Regions from separate parts of the Ovis aries genome. Here region 1 is linked to region 2. A link is a contact called in public Hi-C data. All regions are on one chromosome and are shown on one strand. The core of a region is the stretch at or near the end of the contact, and the rest is flanking DNA. Distances in the headings are between cores, read along the strand shown. Region 1 has its middle 42 kb from the start of DIRAS3. Region 2 has its middle 19 kb from the start of GNG12.

Evidence for each region. A called contact is a pair of places that touch in the nucleus more often than the background predicts.
Region 1: a Hi-C map of liver shows a contact between it and region 2, with 5 times the contacts expected there. The contact joins two enhancer-like sites. A contact is called at or near these places in 8 of 16 Hi-C or Micro-C datasets (hypothalamus, liver, mixed tissues and 4 more).

Annotation. Positions count from the first base shown.
Region 1 is chr1:43,761,417-43,768,597 of ARS-UI_Ramb_v3.0, forward strand. No RefSeq gene overlaps it. Among named protein-coding and RNA genes, the nearest start is that of DIRAS3, 42 kb to the left of the region's middle. Within about 2 kb of position 2,970, at least 27 of the 54 cell types and tissues checked have an H3K27ac peak or open chromatin away from gene starts, as enhancers often do. A contact at or near this core is called in liver, where this site is marked.
Region 2 is chr1:43,496,963-43,503,864 of ARS-UI_Ramb_v3.0, forward strand. No RefSeq gene overlaps it. Among named protein-coding and RNA genes, the nearest start is that of GNG12, 19 kb to the left of the region's middle. Within about 2 kb of position 3,724, at least 1 of the 54 cell types and tissues checked has an H3K27ac peak or open chromatin away from gene starts, as enhancers often do. A contact at or near this core is called in liver, where this site is marked.

The DNA of each region.
Region 1 (7,181 bases), core at 1,720-4,219, 260 kb after region 2:
GTAACCTTGCAATTTATTAAAATGATTATTTAAAAATAAAATGCTAGTAAAGTAATGCTCAAAATTCTTCAAGCTAGGCTTCAGCAATACGTGAACCGCGAACTCCCTGATGTTCAAGCTGGTTTTAGAAAAGGCAGAGGAACCAAATTGCCAACATCCGCTGGATCATGGGAAAAGCAAGAGAGTTCCAGAAAAACATCTATTTCTGCTTTATTGACTATGCCAAAGCCTTTGACTGTGTGGATCATAATAAACTGTGGAAAATTCTGAAAGAGATGGGAATACCAGACCACCTGACCTGCCTCTTGAGAAATCTGTATGCAGGTCAGGAAGCAACAGTTAGAGCTAGACATGGAACAACAGACTGGTTCCAAATAGGAAAAGGAGTATGTCAAGGCTGTATATTGTTACCCTGCTTATTTAACTTCTATGCAGAGTACATCATGAGAAACGCTGGGTTGGAAGAAACACAAGCTGGAATCAAGATTGCTGGGAGAAATATCAATAACCTCAGATATGCAGATGATACCACCCTTATGGCAGAAAGTGAAGAGGAGCTAAAAGCCTCTTGATGAAAGTGAAAGAGGAGAGTGAAAAAGTTGGCTTAAAGCTCAACATTCAGAAAACGAAGATCATGGCATCCGGTCCCATCACTTCGTGGGAAATAGATGGGGAAACAGTGGAAACAGTGTCAGACTTTATTGTTTTGGGCTCCAAAATCACTGCAGATGGTGACTGCAGCCATGAAAGAAAAGTTATGTCCAATCTAGATAGTATATTCAATTGCTGACTAAGATCTGTCTAGTTAAGGCTATGGTTTTTCCTGTGGTCATGTATGGATGTGAGAGTTGGACTGTGAAGAAGGTTGAGTGCCGAAGAATTGATGCTTTTGAACTGTGGTGTTGGAGAAGACTCTTGAGAGTCCCTTGGACTGCAAGGAGATCCAACCAGTCCATTCTGAAGGAGATCAACCCTGGGATTTCTTTGGAAGGAATGATGCTAAAGCTGAAGCTCCAGTACTTTGGCCACCTCATGCGAAGAGTTGACTCATTGGAAAAGACTCTGATGCTGGGGGGGATTGGGGGCAGGAGGAGAAGGGGACAACTGAGGATGAGATGGCTGGATGGCATCAGGGACTCGATGGACGTGAGCCTGAGTGAACTCCAGGAGTTAGTAATGGACAGGGAGGCCTGACGTGCTGCGATTCATGGGGTCGCAAAGAGTCGGACACGACTGATCGACTGAACTGAAGTGAACTGAACTGAACTGAACTTCCCTAGTGGTCTAGTGGTAAGACTCTGTGCTCCCAGTGAAGGAGGCCTGGGTTTGATTTCTGGTCAGGGAACTAGATCCGATATACTACAGCTAAGACCTGGCATAACCAAATAAATATAAGAAATAGATTTAAAAAAAGAAAACACTGGTAATACATCTACATTAATACTATCAAAAGATACCACAAAGTGAAAATACTAAGAAAATTGTAAGAGATATAACTAACAAGGAATTAATATTCAGATTGCATGCTTTTTAATTCTACAAATTAGGACAACCTAATGAAAGTGGGAACAGAACAGGAACAAATAAGCATTTCACAGAAGAGGAAGCACAAATGACAAATAAACATGAAATTATGTTTAATCTCATTAGTAACCAGGGTAATGAAAACTAAGAACAAGAAGATACTATATTACGCACACTAGATTGAGAAAATTAAGCTAATAGCTGGTATTTATGAGAATGTGGTTTAATAGGAACCTTTCGCATACTGCCAGTAGCAGTGAAATTTGTGCAATCACTTTGCAAAACAATTTGGTGCCGCACAGAAGTTGAAAATCTGACTCTCTGACCTATTCCCTTCATTCGTAAATACATACCTCAAGACATTTGCCCACGTGCCCTGGGAGACTTGTGTGAGAAAGTGAAAATGAATGAATTACACCTACTGGCATCAACTCAAATAAACCTCACAAGCATAGCTTTTAATTTTTAAAAAAGGTAACTCAACTAAGGTATGATCTTATTGTAACATTCCAAAAGGACCAAGATGAAACAATACATTGTTTAAATACTCGTAAGGATGGGATAAAATATGAAAATAAGGCAAAGGAGCAGTAAACACCCCAAGTCACGCATGATCTTCTCAGGCTAAGTGGTGGCCTTGATGCTGGGTTCACCTCCCTGACAATAATTGGGGGTGGGGGGGGGGAACCCTGGGCGCTCCTTGCTGGGCGCGTGGCGGGGCGCGGGGTGGTGGTGGTGGTGGTGGTGGTGGTGCACCACAGTCAGCAGAGTACACTCTTCAGAGGAGCCTAACCAAGAACCTGGCGGGAGACCGTGGCGCTGTGCTCAGCTGCCTTTGAATCAGGCTGGGACCCTTGCCTTCAACGCCAGGACCTGGCTCAGCTGTCATTTGGGAATGATTCAACCCTCCTGAGGGGGGCTTTGAAACACGCAGGGGAAAGTTTCTGGTTGCCACAGTGACAGGAGAACCCAAAGGCTAGCAGTGGCCCTGATGAGACACACCCGCTGCCCCATCCTTGGAGCCCCCGCGTCTCTCTGTATCCTCCGCTTGTGTCCCCTGATGAGACACACCCGCTGCCCCATCCTTGGAGCCCCCGCGTCTCTCTGGATCCTCCGCTTGTGTCTCTGCTCCTGCCAGGCCGGAAACTGCGGGACAAGTCTCCGCCCAAGCCCCTCAGTCCAGAGGGCTGCCGGTCCGAACTTTAGGAGCACGTTAGGAGCTTTAGGGCTGCAGAGGCTCTGTTCTCACTTCTTTCGTGCTGGGAATCGAGTCCTCCTCGAAGTTAGGATTTCGTTGAATTCGGCCGCGAGGACAGGTACAGACCACTTGCTCGCTGGTCCGTGAGCCCCGGAGCTGAAAACCGGCTTGCTCCAGTTCTGGCCGCATTCTTAGAACAGCTCTGCGGTCAGGACTCGGTCGGCCTGTGCTAAGCTGAGCAGCGCCCTCCCCGGGACACCCTGGGAACATACACAGCGGCTGCTCTGAGAAAATGTAAACACCCACGGCTGTCACTTGAGAGGATCTGACCACCGCCAGCTCGCGAGGGTGTCTTTGAACACCGGATGGAGGAGGCCCTTTGGGAGAAGGCAGTCCCATGCCAGGGCGCACAGCTTGATGGGGAGGGAGAACTGCGCGTTGGTCAGGCACTCTGGCGCAGCGCACAAGCTGTACAACCGTACCTCGTGGCCGAACCCAGTGGCTCCCTATCAATCTGGTGACCACCCTTGGCCTCACGCAAGAGGAGCCTTTCTGTGACTGCCTAGTGGTTGCCGGGACCAGACTCCAGTTCTAAAGAGATGGGTCCAGGTGTCCAGCCCCCGTGGCCTGACATTTAAGGCTTTTTACACTCCGCTTCCTGTCTGCTTTTCTATGCACTGCGTATCAGCCCATCTTCTAGGCAGGCTACTCTAGTCACAGCTTTCCAGATAATGCTTGTGAAAGTTCATCTTCACACTCACACTCTCCTCCTTTATCCTGCCCTGTTAACCACCCACTTGAAGACTCAGCTCATTCCCACTTCTCTGAGAGGCCCTCTGGGATGGCCTCAGCTCAGGAATCACTGAGGAGCTCCCAGCGCGCTTCCCATTGGTCGCTGGCTGCACAGCTTATATACTGAGAGCTGGGGCTTCCTAAGAAGATTAAGTTTCTCAAAGGTGAGAAGCTGTTGAAGAGACTAAACCCCTATTTAAGAACGCTCATGCTCTCCTATTTCAGAACCTCGCTGGAAGGTATTATTCTTTGTGAAATAAGCAGACAAAGAAAGACAAAGACTGCATATTTTCACTTATATGTGGAATCTAAAAAAATAATAATAAAACAAATGAGCAAATATAACAAAACAGAAATAGACTCACAGATAGAAAGAACAAACTAGTGATTACCAGTAGGAAGCACGATGAAGGAAGGGAGTGAGATGGGAGTAGGGGATTAAGAAGCACAAACTACTGTGCGTAAAATAAGCTACAAGGATATATTGTACAGCATAGGAAATACAACCAATATTTTATGATAACTCAAAGTGGAGTATGGGGCTTCCCTGGTGGCTCAGAGGTTAATCGTCTGCCTGCAAAGTGGGAGACTCGGGTTCCATCCCTGGGTTGGGAAGATCCCCTGGAAAAATAAATGGCAACTCACTCCAGTATTCTTGCCTGGAGAATCCCATGGAGGGAGGAGCCTGGTAGGCTACAGTCCATGGGGTTGCAAAGAGTCGGACATGACTGAGCGACTTCACTTTCACTTTAAAGAGGAGTATGATCCATAAAAAATACTAAATCACTATTGTATACTTGAAACTAATATAATATCATGAGTCAACTATACTTCCATACAAAAAATAAATAAGAATCTGAGTACTTACCATGGTAACAAATAGCTTCTCCTGTTCTCTCAGATCAAAACAAACAAAGAAATACACACACACTTGAAGAACAAGGAATTTGGTTCCCTGCCTGTATTGGTAATGAGAACATCAGGACAAGATTGAGGCCGAATCCTTGATCTTGGTTTAATAATTTGCCCTTGAACTTTGCCTGGGCTACTTTGGTCCTATCTCAAAGAAAGTGCTTTATTCTGGAGATAATGGGCCACCTGTAGCCCATACCCCCAAGTGCCAGATCAGGATGCCCTCTCTCTCCATGAATGCTCAAAGACCACATAAGTTGAAGCTCCCATAACAAGAAAAGCAGTCATGCCTCGCAGATGGGGGCCTCACCTAGATGCTGAGTCAGATTTATAAGCTTAAGAAAGAGACACTTTGGATGCTTTTCAAAATCTTTGGTGAGTCTGCAGCAATCTCAGCCCACTGAAAAACTCAAATCCATCACAGCTTAGCACAGCACGTTTCAGAAGATGCCTGGAAAAGAGCATCTTGGCTGAGTTTCCCTAGTAATGACGTCATTCCACAGGTGTGACTGAGCCCCTGGGTGATCCAGGCTCAGCTCCCGGTTCTGGAGATATTGCTGGGAACAAAACAGATGGGACTCTTTGCTCTCCTGAACTTCCTCTCCAGCCTACTGCTCGGCTCACTTTTCCCACACTCCAACACTTCAGCAAGTGTTAAGGCTGTGCGAAAGGGAGGTTACAGGAGCCCTCTGGGGTAGTGAATGCAGCACACACCTTTCAGAAGTATCTCTTCAAACCCCAACTGTTCCAAGTCCATGGAACCAGTAGCATCCACAGGACCTGGGAACCTGAAAGAAATGCAGACTCTCAGGCTCCTCCCAAGATCTTCTGGGTCAGAAACAGCACATAAGCTCCCAGGTGAACCACGTGCAGAGGAAGGTCTGGAAAGTACTGCAGTAGAACATGTCCCACACAGACAAGAGTATGTGGTCAAAGAAGTGTGAGGAAGAGCCTGCCTTATCCTCCCTGCACACTCAAAGCTGGCCTGTGAAAGATGCAGATGTCCTCAGAAAAGGAACTTGCTTAAAATGCCAAGGTTCCTCAAACTTCCTTGAGAGCCCAGTGAAGACTCAGCACCTGCAAACATTCACTGGAACTAGCATCCTCTGAAACACACCTTGGGAAAAATCATAATGGCCCTCTGACAGTCATGGTGCCAACTTACTTGGTTTAAACAGTTCCAGGTGGAATGAGCCCATAGCATAATAACTGACAGCTTTGCTGGGCCACAGATTTGAGTCATGTCCACTGCTGGGGCTCTGGGCAAAAGTCTCAGCTCTGCGGGGCTTCTGCGGGGATGGAGGGGACCCAGGGACTGCTCATTCTTGTGGATGGGTTGGTCTCTGCTTATGACTGAGTCAGTAACAAACTCATGGAGTAATAAAAATACTGCATCTCGGTGAATTCTGGCCACCACGTATTCACCACTATGGTGACTTGCAGTGTGATGACGTACACAGAAAACACTGCATTCAACGTGGAACATGTCGTCTGGAGAAACTCAGGAGCCAACATATGCATTCTTTGTTTGCCATTTAGGAAACTGGAAAAGGGTCTGGGGTGCATTATACCCACAGATGTCAAGAATCCGTGATGTTGATGATCACAGCTAACATTTATGGAGCCTTTCTGACATTCCAAGCCTGACCTAACTCACCTTTCCCTACAAAAACACAGTGAGATAAACAATATGAATCATTTTACACATGAGGAAACAGTGGCACGGAGCTGGGGTCCTCACTTCATTCCCTTTTATGCTTAATGCACTTAATGTCTGAGATCTAGGTGACAGGACCAAACCAGCCAGAGGATGAAGTGGCCCTTGGGTCCCCTCCATCCTCCCAGTCAGCTCCCAAGAGCAGAGCTCCTTCCCCAGACCACCAGCCAGGCAGTGGCCATGACTCAAATTCGTGCCTCAGTAAAAATTCCAGTTACCCTGCTATGGTCTTCCTACTGGAATAGTATCAACCAAGAAAGTTGCCTCTCCTTTGGGAAAATGTCTCTCCTGTCTGCACTTTGGGGGTGCCCCTTCAGGTGTGAGATAGCGGTCAGCGGGCAGGTGCAGGCTGCAGCCGCCTCACTGGTGGGCCGGGGCTGGCAGAGGATGCTGGTTTGCCTAATTCTGTATTTCAGTCATGCCCCAGGTGGTGTCGATGCTGCTGCGTCCAACCTGGAGGGCAGGGCCACGGGGGTGGACCACAGGTAGGACTGAACTTCATTCTGTAAGGCTCTGGCGTCCAGCCACCACCTGGCCTCTGGCAGGCCTCTTCCCCTGGACCTCAGTCCCTTCTCTTTAGTGTTCAGAATAGTGATAGCCCTCCCCTCCCACCCCCACATAAAGCTACTGAGAATTTCTCACCAAGTATGTATGACAGTTCCTGGCAGCTCCTGTTTCAACTCACTGACTGCTTCTCATGAGGTCCTTCCTGGGGCTCCCTTGAGCCTTTGGCTGCTCCAGGCTGGTGGATCTGGATCATGTGACAGCTGGCCCCATCACCCCTCTCTCAGGGACATGCAGATCTGCTGCTTTCACGTGACAGAAGCCCAGAGATGAGGATGAAACCTCTGTTCTGTGTTCAGACAAAACCCAGTGATAAACTGTCTTTGCTTTTTGGGATGACACTGGGACCTAGAGGTCAGTTTATGATGTTCTCCTCACTTTGGGACACAGAATAGGGTGGTAAGGGAGCCATCCAGGCACAGCCGTGAGAGTTGGCTGTGTGACCCTGGACAAATGACTTAACCTCTCTGCGCT
Region 2 (6,902 bases), core at 2,474-4,973:
GGAAACCTACAACTTGAATCTGAAAGAATTGAGGCTAAAGAGAACAACTCAAGTTCAAAATACATCATCACCCTTCCCTTTGCTTTTGAAATTTTTTCATGGAGATTTTTAAAAAAGTGTGGGCAGGTGTCCACCAGATGGCAATATTTCTTTATAAAAGCCTAGATTTAGAAACCATACCTTCACCGCCGCTACATCAAGGTAGATTCTTGAGGGGCACAGAGTCAGAGTCTAGTCCAAATTGTTGAAAGCAGAGCCCCATCTGCTGCGACTTCTTCTAGTAATGTGCATAGGCAGTGGCAGTTTCATGAGTACACCTGCGCTAAGTGGGACCAGGTGCTTCACATCATGAAAAGTCCCTTAATCCTGAGTGCTAGCACACGAGTGACACTGGAAACCTCACATCACCTCTCCCAGCCTCTTTCTCACCGTAGAGTGGTGAACGCATTAGTACCAACCTCACTAGGTTACGGTGAGTATGAGATTAGATGATGCATGCCTACAAGGTCCCTAGCATAGTCCTGGTACAAAGTACAAAGTACGCACTTCATAATTGGTAGGTCTAATTACCATATTATCCCCACAGTGACCCTTAATTCCCCACTCTCAGGCTCAACCCTTGGCCAGCCTTGGACTGCCTTCCAGGCATGAACCTCTCAAGGGAAGCAGGTGAATCCCAGCAAGATGGTGGACTCCCTTCCATGTCCTCTCGAGTGGCTCAGGGTTAAAGAGCCTGCCTGCCAATGCAGGAGATGTGGGTTTGATCCCTGGGTGGGGAAGACCCCCTGGATAAGGAAGTGGCCACCCACTCCAGTATTCTTGCCTGGGAAATCACATGGACAAAGGAGCCTGGCGGACTGCAGTCCATAGGGTCGCAAAGAGTTGGACATGACTTAGTGGCTAAACAACAGCATAGCAGGTGCTCCTCTTTGATAATCCTTCCTCCCCACTGCATTTCCAGGAAGACAGAGTCCCGCTGTAATTGACTTGTCTGATTGGACAGGCAAGCCATGAAGATGGAGAGGGAGGAAGCGCCTGAGTGGAACACAAATGCCAGAAAATCAGCCCCTCCTAGCACACCGCGTTGAATTCAATTACTCCCTGTTTAGTTGCTTTTCCTAATCTACTGAAACATGTACAATTGCTATCAGCGGACTTATAATTATATATTCCCAGCCTGCCAGGTGGGATAGGTCCAAGAACTCATTCTGTTTGGAGGCTGATGCAATATGAATGCAGCTCCGATTTGTCTTGGGAGGAAGTCAGCTCAATGCTACTGCCTGTGGTTCAGCTATAGGGAATATTTCTTTGGCAGGGGTCAGCCAGGGCTCCCCTCCCACTGTATTTATCTTCCTCTTAATCTACTAGTTCAGCCCACCAGATGCTTCATTTTAAAATATGCTTTAAAAATATGTTTTCAGAAAAGCTACCAATTATCATTATTATTGTCCCATAACATTGCTTTATAGGTGTTTGTTAGCTTCTTTTTATTTCATATAGGGTTTTGAGAAGCCGGTAACGAGAGTGTAGTGAAAAGAGGATAGGACATATAACTTCATGGAGGAAAGGAAAAGATATTTCTTGGTCTCTAAAGAATCTGTCTGCCAAGCAAGAGATGCAGTTTTGATCCCTGGGTCTGGAAGATCCCCTGGAGAAGGAAATGGCAACCCACTTCATTATTCTTGTCTGGGAAATCCCATGAACAGAGGAACCTGGTGGGCTACAGTCTCTGGGTTCGCAGTAGGGTTAGGCATGACTTAGTGACTAAACAACTTGTACTGCAAGTAGCAAAACAAGGTTTTATGTTTTCAGTCCACATAAAAGTGCTAAATTAGCGGAATGTCAAATGTGGCCACATGGAACACAGGTTCTCAAACTTCCTTACATTTATATAGCCTAGCTTGGTTTACAAGGCACAGTATTTCATTGGCCTCTTAGGTTAATCTTATATTGTAGGTGTGGGTTATTTCTCACATTTATTTAATTGATATTCGAAAGATTAGGCAACTTGATTCATTCAAAGAATATTTACTGAAAGCATGCTGTGTGCCAAGCAATGTTGTAAGCAGTGACCAGAAGCCCCCACCCTCACAGTTTACACTCTAATGTTAACACATTCTAATGTGTTAACACACATGTAGATAAAATATATAACATGCCAGATAGCAATGAGTGGCATGGAGGAAATCAGATGGGGAATTCGGCAGGAGGTTGTACATGGGTGTGTTTCTGGGTGGTGTGTTACAGTTTTAACTTTGGTAGTGACATGGTATTTTGTTAAAGACCTAAAAGAGACAGGGAGGAAGCCATATGAAAGCCTAGAGGAAAGAGCATTCTGGGAGGAAGCAAGAGCAGTTGCAAAAAGTGGAGGAAGAAATCCTGCTAGAGCAGAGTGGATGAATGAGAGAGAGCCAGGGGATAAGGTTTGGAGAGGGCTGAAGGAAGACTATGTAAGGGCTTATGGACCATCCCAAGACTTTGAGGAAGGGTCCGTAATCTGATCTAGGTTTTTAAAGGGTTACAATGCATTGTGCTACAATTAGAATGTAGGAGGGTAGGAGCAGAAACAAACTGGCCAATTAGGAGGCTATTCCAATAGTTCAGGAGAGATGAGTTTAGCTTGGACCAGGGTGCTGGTGATGGGGTTGCCAGAAGTGGTCAGATTTATTGGCTTTGCCAATGGATTAGCTGTGGGGTGTAAGAGATAGACAGGAGCCCAAGGCAACACGAGGTTTGTGGGAGGATAGAGTTTCCACTGCCTGAAATGAAGAAGACTATGGGGCAGGCTTGGCAGAGAGAAGATGAGGAGTTAGATTTAGACATGATCAGATTGAACCTGTGATTAGACATCTTAATGGAGATATTGAAACCAGTCAGATATGTAAGTCTGGGGTCCACGTAGAGGTTCTGATTGGAGAAATAAATCTATCAGTCTTCTGTGTACAGATATTATTGAAAAACTTGAGATTAGATAGAGTCCCATGGGAGTGAGCGTAGACAGAGTAGAGGTCTGAGGTCTGAATCCTGGGACCCGCCAGCATTGGAGGGTTGGGGAGTTGAAGGATCTAGCACAGGAGAAGGGATGGCTAGTGAGGGAGGAGGAAAACCATGAGGACAGGATCTTCTCAAAGCCAAGTGAAGAAAATGTTTCAGAGAGGGAGTAGTCAGTTGCATCAGAAGCTGTTGACAGTCCATGTGAAATGAGGATGGAGAAAAGGGTCATTGGATTTAGGTCTCCCCAGTTATCCTCTCGTAGCAATCTCTTTTCTTCATGGAAAAACAATATGGTAATACCTGTCTCTTTCACTGGGTACTGCGTGCGTGTTCAGTCACTTCAGTCTTGTCTGACTCTTTGTGACACTATAGACTGTGGCCTGCTAGGCTCCTCTGTCCATGGGATTCCAGGGAGGAACACTGGAGTGGGCTGCCATTCTCTCCTCCAGGGGAATCTTCCTGACCTAGAGACAGAACCCATATCTCCTGTGTCTCCTGCACTGCAGGTGAATTTGTCACCAACTGAGCCACCTGGGAAAAATATGTTAAGAACTCACTGTGAGATTTGTCTTCCTTTTGCTTTTTGTTTTGCTACAGAACATCCATTCCTCCTTCCTTGCCTTCCCAACAGTGTCCCAAATCACTTTGGGGAATTCTCTGTCTCCTGTTGCATGTAGCTTTGATAGGATGGAAAATTCAGGTGCTTGTCTTTCTACTTTGGAAGCCAAAAGGGGCAGATGCTGGCCAGGACCCCTACACAAGGGGGCAGGCTCCATCCATCAGAGGCTCCTGAATTTATCCAACGCAAGATAAAATGTTAAGTACCAGAATTTCTATCCTAAGCAGACCCCTCCTGGTGGGAGACTGTTGCCATGGTTCCTGTTTCCTAGGCCTCATGTTCCTCTGGGTCTTGCTTCTCCAGCCGCTCTTTAGTTTTCTGAGCTCCCAGTACCTTTCCTTAAGTAAATCTTGACTTGTTTAACCAGAGCCAGTTCCTGTTCCTTTTAATAAAAAATTGTAATGTTTAAGCATGGATAAATATTTGTCGAATAAATGAAAAAAGCCTGGTTTTCATAAATGGAAAGTCTGAATTTCAAAGTTTAGCCTCTAGTCTAAATCCTCATAGCTTCCATTATTTCATCATTTCTTTGATGTATCCTTTTCACATTCTCAGATTTCTGCAATCAGGATGCATTTTATACTTGATGGTGTCTTATAATTAATGGGCAGTATTTTTCTGTTTTTACTGGTATATAAAATAATGCTGTGTTTTATATCAATTTTGATTCAATGAAATACATTTCTAAGTATTGGAATCAGGATTCAAACATATCTCAAAAGAATATACACAACTGTTTCCCAAGAAGTTTACTATCTAGTTGTAGGAAAAAAAGTGGAAAAAGAAAAGTCTCTCTAAATCTGGAGAGAAGACCTAACGAAGGCTTCAGGGCTATATAAACTCTGAGGGGTTGGGCAGAGGAGCCTCTGGGTGGGCATTTAAATTGATCTTAAAGGGTAAGGAAGATTTTGGGAGTTTGGGATTAGCAGAGATTGGGAGTTTGGGATGATATTACATATAGAGTGGATAAACAGCAAGGTCCTACCATATAGCACAGGGGACTATATTCAATATCCTGTGATAAACTACAATGGAATATACATATGACTAAATCACCTTGTTATACACCAGAAACTAACACAGTATTGTAGATCAACTATACTTCAGTAAAAAATAAATTAAAAAAGAAAGATCTTGGTTGATGGAAAGGTGGGAGGAGAAGAAAGATGAGAGGCTATACTCTGGATGCTGGCGATGAAACAGACACTTTAAATGCATGTCCGAGACAAGAGGCTGAGGTTGGTGAAGATCACTGCTCAGTGTTTCCCTCTCACTCTCTTCTTCTTTTCTAGAGTTAGTGATTTCTCCACCTCTCTCTGTTTCCTATCATAATTCTTTTCTGCTGCAACCTTTTTCTGGCAAGCTTCTCCTTCCCGTTTTCTGTCCTTTCCTCCCAGTTAGTTTGGCTCGTGTCTGGTCGACAGTATCCCCCTGGGCACCAGGAAGAGATGAACAGGGGAGAAGATCCTAGGTGGAGGGGCAACAGTGCGTGAGGGCAAAGACACACACACACACAGGTATATACACACACATATATGACAAAATGTCAGAGGGTAGACGAGCAATGAAGGGTTAGAGACCTGAGGATGCTGCAGCGGGAGTTGGTAATTCAAAGAGAATGGCCAGGGAAGCCCTCTTTGATAAGGTGAAGCATCAACAGGGACCTGAGAGGAGGGAGGTGGAAGGTGCGCCGGGATGAGGGCACAGCAGAGACAAACACGTTGGTGTGGGGCGGGGATCACTGTCTAACACACAGCAGGTCTTCAGAAGAGTAGGTGAGGGGCAACGTGACAGCAGATGCCTGGGGGAAGGTGACATCATCCAGATTCTACAGGCTTTGCCAGTGGCATAAGGGTTTGGGGGTTTTAGTTCATGTGGATGTAAAGCCTTTGGAAAGATCTGAGCAGAGGAAAGAGAATGGGAGATAGATGGTGTATGATTGATCACAGAGGAGTTGGAATGCCACCCTAAAAAGTTTGAATGTGATTCTCTAATGTCCCTGTGATGTTCATTTTTGAATCATGTAAAGAGTATGAAATCTACTCTAATGGATAAATATGATTTTTTTTGTGGAACCCAGAGAGGCCCCCCCCTACCTAGAACAGATGCAGTGATGTGATAGTTTGTTTTGACAGAAACAGGCTACAGAAGGTTACACTCCCTCCACTCTGCCTTTGGTTGTCAAGGAGACACCTCTGGAAACCTCTTCTCTTGTATCTAAATGTCACTGTGTAGCACTTAGATTTTTCATGTTCTCCTTTTATTATGTTATTGTAAAGTTCACCATGTAATTTTGTGCAGAAGTTAACAATTTCATCACCGATGTGTCTATTCACGGCAATGAATAGATGTGTCTATTCAGGAGCATACCCTATTCTGCTCCTTAGTCCTTCTCCATCTTTCTGAAGCTAGTTTCCCAGAGGCGGTTGCACCTGAGAAATAATCCTGTCTCCAGGAGGTCCTGAGGTCAGACAGCTAAAAGAGGCCAGTTCATTCTGAGACGCAGATGGCAACATGGTGAATCGATGGATTCAGCTACAGAAAAATGTCTGGTGCTGGGTTGTTTTCAGTAAAGTGCATTATTTCAACTGCTTATTAATCAGGGTAGATTCTGCTGTGTTCATCTTATAAAGAAGGATATTGAGAGGTGGTGGTAAAGAGACTTAACCAGGTAGTTGGTAGCCTTGAAACGAACATCTCCTCATTGAGCGTGATTTCTACAACGCTGCACTTTTTCGAAGATAGGAGCCAGAGGTGATAGATTAATTAGTTTATCCATTTATTCATTCACACACTGTGATTGAGCGCCTTCTGTGAGCTGTGTACTGCTCAAAGCCCTGGGAGCAGGGAGGTGAATGAGTCAGACCACAGCCTACGCATGTCCCTCCAGTGCCTACGCAGACATTACTCTTGGCTGTCGGCTGGATGTAGATGCGGAATCCGTTATTGATCAGAGTTGGCCCTTTAGATGAAAATCTGTTTGCTCTCCCTGGCTCAGGCGGACATGATTCAGAGTCCGACACAGCTGATTTCTAATCAGTTCTCCCTCTGAGAGGAAATTGAGGTTTTTCAATAAGCTTCAGACTAAAAGACGTGCGGAGACGAATCTGGAGATTAAGATGGTCATGGATATTGTTGGCCAGGGATCAGACTCTCCCAAAGTGTTGTTCTCTAAACTGTTTAACAATTCTGGTGAATGGAATGTATTCAAATTGCGCATCTTAAAGCCTTAGGTTTCTGTGCTGTGATGCACAATCAAGAGTAATGACGCATGCTGCTATCGCTTCCT